2 separate regions of the Zea mays genome follow, and region 1 is linked to region 2. A link is a contact called in public Hi-C data. All regions are on one chromosome and are shown on one strand. The core of a region is the stretch at or near the end of the contact, and the rest is flanking DNA. Distances in the headings are between cores, read along the strand shown.

Region 1 (3,480 bases), core at 248-2,747, 320 kb before region 2:
GACGGGTACCCGGAGCCGATAGGTTAAATCTGAAACCCGACGGGTACCCCGGCCGATAGGTTAGTATGGGTGAAGATTTTGACCTGCGGGTGCAACTCGTACCTGACCCGAAGTTTCGTAGATACAGGTGCAGATTTTTATTTCAACCCGTGGGTGATCCGCACCCGTCCCGAAATCCAGTCCATTGTTTATTTTACGCAAAAATAGTTAAGATACAATAGTAATTATTTTGAATAAATAACTTGGATAATGATTCATGATATGTTTTGTTGCCGCTCAATGTGAGATGGCTTAAAATAAGTAGATATAACTAAATTATTGCTGATGCTTAATTGTTTGTAGTTGAATTATTGTTTAAAATGTACACTAGGTAAAATTCGGGAGTGACCCCAAACCTCTACAGAATAAAATATAGTTTATGCCAATTATTCGACGTGTTTAGCTAGTGTCTGTGATTGGAACTTTTCAGTTTAAACATAACGAAACAAAAATCTTATGCCGAGGCTCTGAAAATATATTGAATCAATTTCTGCTGCACCTTAATGACACTGGCACGCGATGAAATAAAAAAAAACTAGTGTAAATAATTTTTCTGCTTGGTGCTTACCGTGAATAATGACAGGAGCGAGTCGCGGTCCAACGCTGCCGTCCCTCCGTCGGTGTCAAGCAACAGGTCGAGGAAGTCATTCTTCCGGCGATCGCCAGCATCACGCTCGCACAACCTCCGGTCGACCTCCACGTCGAACACCTGGTGCAGCCGTGCAAAGAGCTTTGCCAGTCTCCGTCGCAATCCTTGCAGATCGGCGCAAGCCAGCGCTGGGAACAAATCCGACAGGTTGGGACTCGCGGCAACCTCCATGATCTCTGTCACCACCTCTTGGAATTCTTTCGCCGATCCGGTGTGGTCGTCGAGGTTCGTCAGGTCGCAGGAGAAAATTGTGCGCGAGAGAAGATTCAGGGACGTGGTGAACGCCACGCTGCCGACGTCCACCGCCCGTCCCTGCAGTGCCAGTAGCCGGACGTGGCCCACGAGTTCCTCCACCTTCTGGCGGCGTAGATGCTGGAGCGCCTCGAGGCGGTGCGGCGCGAACAGCTCAGTTGCCATGATCTTTCTGAGGGCGCGCCAGCGTCCGGAGTGCGGCAACCAGGGCACGGAGTTCTTCACATGGTCGCCGATGGCATGGGGCACAAACCGATTGGCGAAGACAGCGTCCTGCTTCTGCAGGAACTCGCGCGCAACATCCGGTGAGGAGATCACAACCGTGGTGACCGCGCCCAGACGGAGCGACATGAGCGGGCCGTGGAATTTGGCGAGGCGAGCGAGTGAGCGGTGTGGCTGGTCGCCAAGAAGGTGGAGGCTGCCGATTAACGGCAGTGGGCGGGGTCCGGGCGGAAGGCCCCGGCGAGCGTGGACATAGAGGTCGAGGAAGTATACTGCGATCAGAGAGACTAGAAGCCATGCCAGCCACAGAACTAGCATAGCCATCAGCCCATCACCAACCCTCTGCCCTGAAAATGAAACAGCTGCCGCTGCCCTGGTTTGCGTGGATCTTGCAAATATATTGTATCCAATGAAATGATGCAGAGTGCTCGAGGACCGCGAGCGACGATTTTATTGATTTTTTTTCTTACAGCACCTCCAACGACATAATAAAAAATTAAGATTAAAAACTATTGGGTACTTAAAAATAGGATTTGCTATATTTTAGGGTATCTCCTGTCTCCAACATCTCCTTACTCTTATACCCAAAATCACGGTTTAGCAAAAAACAACAAAATAAGCTCTCCAATAGTTCCATAACTGGATTTCCCTTTTTGCAGCGCGCCCGAAACACCCAGCGGCACGCCCAGAGGTAAACCCTTAAAATATGGTTTAAAATATTAGCTAGTTCAAGAAAAAAAATATAATAAAAAGAGAGACAATTCAGTTTTAAGTCTATGTTTTATTTGTGAGACATGTTCCCTATTAAACAAATAAGAAAATATAAAAAGATCCTTATATGAGTTAAGCTATTGAATAAATATATTGGTGAATATTGTGGGCGTTTCGGACCTGCGAGGTCCGTCAACCAACCAGTGAATTTGTTGTTGCGTGCCCCTGTCCAGATGGGTTGATGTAAGATGGAACACAAGAGGAAAATGAGGCTTATGTTATCCTGCACCGGGGTGCTTGTAGTAGGGGTTACAAGCGTCGCGAGATAGCGAGAGCGAGAGCGAGAGAGAGGGAGACCCCGTTGTCAACGTGTGTCCACGTGGACGTGTCTGTGTGACAACGTGAATCTCCACCTTTGCGTCCCCACGTGCCCCCCTCCTTTTAGGAGCCCTGGACATCCCCTTTTATAGATACAAGGAGATGTCCAGCTGTACAATGGGGTGTAGCTATGTGCTAACGTGGCTGGCGGAGGAGCGCCTTGAGCCCTGTGCATGAGCTAACGTGGCCGTCGAAGAAGTGCCTTGAGCCCTGTAGAAGCATAGCTGGCGGTGCGGCATGGATCCTGCTGACGTTTGCTTGCTTCCGTAGGGGGTTTGAGAGCAACGACGTCATGGGCGAACAAGGGGAACCATCATTACCTGTTGCCGGAGTATCCTTAGATGGGACACCGGTCTTGTTCCTTCATAGCCTGAGGCAGCTAGCTAGGAGTAGGGTAATGATGTATCCCTTGTAGCGTAGTCGGTCCGAGGCTGAGGTCGGGCGAGGCGGAGACTTCTCCTGAGGCCGAGGTCGGGCGAGGATGTGACTCATCCCGAGGCCGAGGCTGAGGTCGAGGCCTGGGGTCGGGCGAGGCGGAGACCTTCTCCCGAGGCCGAGGCCTGAGGTCGGGCGAGGCGGAGACCTTCTCCCGAGGCCGAGGCTAAGGCCGAGGCCTGAGGTCGGGCGAGGCGGAGCTCCCTGTTGCGCCCGAGGCCGAACTCGTGGGAGATCGTAACTCAGTTTTACCCTGGTGGTTGGCACAGTAGCCGGAGCGGGGCGTACAGTGCTGTTTTCCTGTCAGAACGGTCAGTAAAGGGGCGAAGTGACTGCGGTCACTTCGACCTTGCCGACTGAGGCACGCGTGTCAGGATAAGGTGTCAGGCGATCCCCGCATTAAATGCGCATGCGATACGGTCGGTTGGGAGCGCGATCCGGCCGAGGTCGCTGCCCGACAAAGTCTGCCCAAGCTGGGCTTCAGGCGAGCCGAGGGTGCGCTCACTGCCTGAGGAGGCCCTCGGGCGAGGCGTGAATCTGCCCGGGACTACTGTTCCCGCCCGAGGCCAAGGCTGGGCTCGGATGAGGTTGCGTCCCTTGGTAGACGAGGCCCTTACCTGAACCGCGCTTTATCAAATGTTTATGGTTTGTTCTGAAGATGTTTTGGGGGTACCCCTAATTACGTTACCCGACAGTAGCCCCCGAGCCTCAAAGGGAGTGCGGGCACTAGCTTGGAGGTTCTGCCGGATTTTCGCAAGGGGACCGGCCCTTCTCGGTCGTGTTTGGTTCCGATG
Region 2 (3,568 bases), core at 396-2,895:
AGGCAACAACATCGAGGATCATTGTAGGGTGTTTACCGCGACCGGTAAACATCCCCTTCCATGCAGTTGGGCAGTTACGCCACTCCCAATGCATGCAATCCACACTACCAAGCATACCAGGGAAACCGCGTGACTCTCCAACTTAGAGAAGCCTAGCGATATCAGCAGGAGTAGGTTTCCTGAGATAGTACCCCCCAAAAGCGGTTTGGATGGTGGTGCAAAAGTGTTTCAAAGTCTCATGTGGCGTAGATTCACCAATGCGTACGTATTCGTCAACGGCATCCGCAGGAACACCGTATGCAAGGATACGTACGACAACAACAACTTTCTGAAGGGCAGATAGACCTAGCTCACCGGCACAGTTTGGACGCTGAACGAAGTAGGGATCCACTTGTTGCACAGCAAGAACGAGGCGCTCGAACACATAGCGACGCATGCGAAACCTATATTGCAAAATTTTGTCAGTACAAGTGTGAAGTACGTACTATGGACTTGAATAGATGTGCGTACAAAAAAACATACCTCCTCCGGAATTGTGCATCCGTGTAAACCGGTTGCGCGCAAAAGTAGTCGGCTCGGATTCTTGCATCACCACTGATATGGTCACGATGGATTCGAACACGACCGGGAATGGAACCAGCATACCGACGCTCGTTAAGTGCACGACGCCTACGATGTTGGTACGTCGCAACCTCGAGCTCATGTTCTTCATCTTCCATGTCTTGCGCCATCCTAAGAAAAATATTGGAATCTGCGAACCGGTTCATTGTTGTGGAGGAGTGTATGCGAAGTGTGAGTGAAGTGTTGAAGTAGTGATTATTTATAGAAGGGATAGGCTTAGGAGAGAAGCCATGCTCTTGTCGTGCAGCCGAAGCTAGTCGATAGCTTGTTGAAGAAGTGTCGTGGCTTACGGTGGAAGCATGTCAATTTCTAACATTTTTTTTCATACGATTCAAATACTGTGACATGTTTTTTCGACAACAATGACACACAACATAAAATTGAATGTTATTTATTTTGTACAATTCGAAATTATTAATCAACCATTATTTTTAGATTATTATTTCTAAAATTATTGAATACAATATTTTTAGTATCCTTTGAATAGCATGAAATGGGTACAAAACAAAGAAAACAGAAAAAGAAATGGAAAAAGGAATTCTGTTAACACTGTAGCTTTAGGAGACCGAATTTAGGGGACGTTGCTGGAGACACAGAAGATATAGAGAACATAATCTTTTAGAGTGTGCTGTAAAGGACAAAGAATATTCCTTTAGGGGACGAAATTTAGGGGACGCTACTAGAGACAGCCTTAACGTTGAGCTGCATCGCTGGGCGCTATCCCATCCCTTTGTCTCTTCTACACACGATAGCACGCCACAACCAGGATAAACTGTGTAGGCCCCCTTTCAACGTATTCTGTGCACGCTGGTATTTATTAGTTGTGAAAAAGTAATGTTGGATGATATATAGAGTTGTAAAATGACATTTTATGATTATAATGAGACATAGAAGAAGAATTTAGAGTAACCATGCGAGAAAGAAAATTTTAGGGTTTAGGGTACCAAGTTGGAACTCGCACTCGTGTAGCCCAAAACTAATGGAATTAGCCGACGCAAGGCAAGCTTTCCGCTTCCTATTTCGGATTGGGATCATCAGCGGCTGTAGCGTGGACCCGACGGGGGTGTCCGGACCACATCCCTATTTCATCTTGGTACCCCGTCCGTCTCCGATTTCAGAAGCACGGCGGGCTCCCCGGCAGCCTCTACCGAGCAGAAAGCTGAGTTCTACCCCAGGTGAGAGCTGAGTTCAAATTCCCAATTCTCCTCCTTGCTTTCGCAGTTGACATTTAGGCTGGGTCCTTGCGCCGGGCGGGTATGGGAATAAATTTCGGCGGATGGGGAGGAAATTTGTGCCTCTCCGCTGGCTGGCTTGCTGGCATTGGGAAGGGCCCTATTACTCGGTACGATGGCATCAATAGTTGCTCAGGATGAAGAAAACAATCGAACTGTTTTTCTTGTGTCTATACAGAACCGAGGCATGGAGGACGAAGAAAACATCGAGGGAGAACTGTTGCTCGTGGAGTCACAACTCCACGACATCCAAGGTATCATCACAACCAATTATAATAATAGCATTACATGAATTTTTCCATGACAACTTTCATCTAGTTTCCGAACTAGTCATGTACACATTTGAACTTCATGCTTTACAGGACAAATTAAAACATTACTCGATCGCCAAGAGGAGTTGTATGAACGCCAGGCACAGTTGAAGGCTTTGCTCGAAGCATCTAAATTGACCAGAAATACAACAATTAACACATCTTCAGTTGCTCCGGAAGATTGGTCTGGGAGCTTCCCATGGGATCTGGAGGCTGACGATACCAGGTTCAATATATTTGGCATTTCCTCCTACCGATCAAATCAACGAGAAGTAAGTTTATAGGAGACTGGTCTGACATTTTAAACTCTTTCACTCCTCTTGAGTACTGCAGGTGAAAACTCAAATTGCAAGTTTTTATTTTTTAATCAGTACCATTCGGAGTTGCTATAAATTTCATTAGCGAACAACAAATGGTTGCAGTTATTTTCTTCTTAACGCTGTTTTGATCTTGTTTGGATACAGGGACTAAACTTTAGTCTCTATCATGTTGGATGTTTAAATGCTAGTTAGAAGTATTAAATATATTCTAATTATAAAACTAATTACATAGGTTAGGACTAAACGAAATCTATTAAACCTAATTAGTACATGATTCGCTCATATGACACTATAGTAAACATTTGCTAGTCATGGATTAATTAGGTTTAATAAATTTTTCTCGTCGTTTAGTCTTCATCTCTGTAATTTGTTTTATAATTAGGATATATTTAATATCCGTAATTGACATTCAAACGTTCGATGTGACACATACTAAACTTTAGTCAGGGGAACCAAACACCCCCTTCGTATTGTACAGTTTCCTCTTGTACAGTTTCCTCTCATTTTGCACCCATTAAACATATTCTGCTTATAGATAATTAATGCAGTCATGAGTGGAAGAGATGTTCTGGTCATAATGGCAGCTGGTGGAGGGAAGAGTCTATGTTACCAGCTCCCAGCTGTACTTCGTGATGGAATTGCACTGGTTGTCAGTCCTTTACTTTCCCTTATTCAGGACCAGGTGGTTAAAGTGTAAATATTTTTTGGTTTCCCTATACATCCTTGTTCTGATCCTTGAAAAATTTATATCAATCCAGGTCATGGGACTGTCAGCTTTAGGTATACCAGCATACATGCTAACTTCAACTACCAACAAGGAAGTTGAGAAGTTCATCTATAAGACACTTGATAAAGGAGAAGGAGAACTAAAGATATTATATGTGACACCTGAAAAGATCTCAAAAAGTAAAAGGTTCATGTCTAAGCTCGAGAAATGCCATCATGCCGGTCGTCTTTCTCTGATTGCAATAGATGTTAGTAATTACAAGCTTATCTTTTTTTTTTGTCAGCAATGCCCACAGTTATTCATGACATTTACATATCCTGGTTTCTCTCAAAAAAGGATCCTTTTTGTTATTCATCT

Evidence for each region. A called contact is a pair of places that touch in the nucleus more often than the background predicts.
Region 1: a contact with region 2 is called in a Hi-C map of tassel, with 4 times the contacts expected there. The contact joins the promoter of LOC100382969 here to the promoter of LOC100382802 in region 2. A contact is called at or near these places in 4 of 25 Hi-C or Micro-C datasets (ear, leaf and tassel).

What each region holds. Positions count from the first base shown.
Region 1 is chr1:126,911,620-126,915,099 of Zm-B73-REFERENCE-NAM-5.0, reverse strand. LOC100382969 (cytochrome P450 family 76 subfamily C polypeptide 7) reads right to left here and starts at 1,497. Exons shown (of 2, transcript NM_001175653.1): 1 at 608-1,497. The coding sequence starts at 1,486.
Region 2 is chr1:126,587,816-126,591,383 of Zm-B73-REFERENCE-NAM-5.0, reverse strand. LOC100382802 (Mediator of RNA polymerase II transcription subunit 34) reads left to right here and starts at 1,645. Exons shown (of 21, transcript NM_001175504.1): 1 at 1,645-1,796; 2 at 2,032-2,107; 3 at 2,216-2,436; 4 at 3,020-3,166; 5 at 3,243-3,458. The coding sequence starts at 2,041.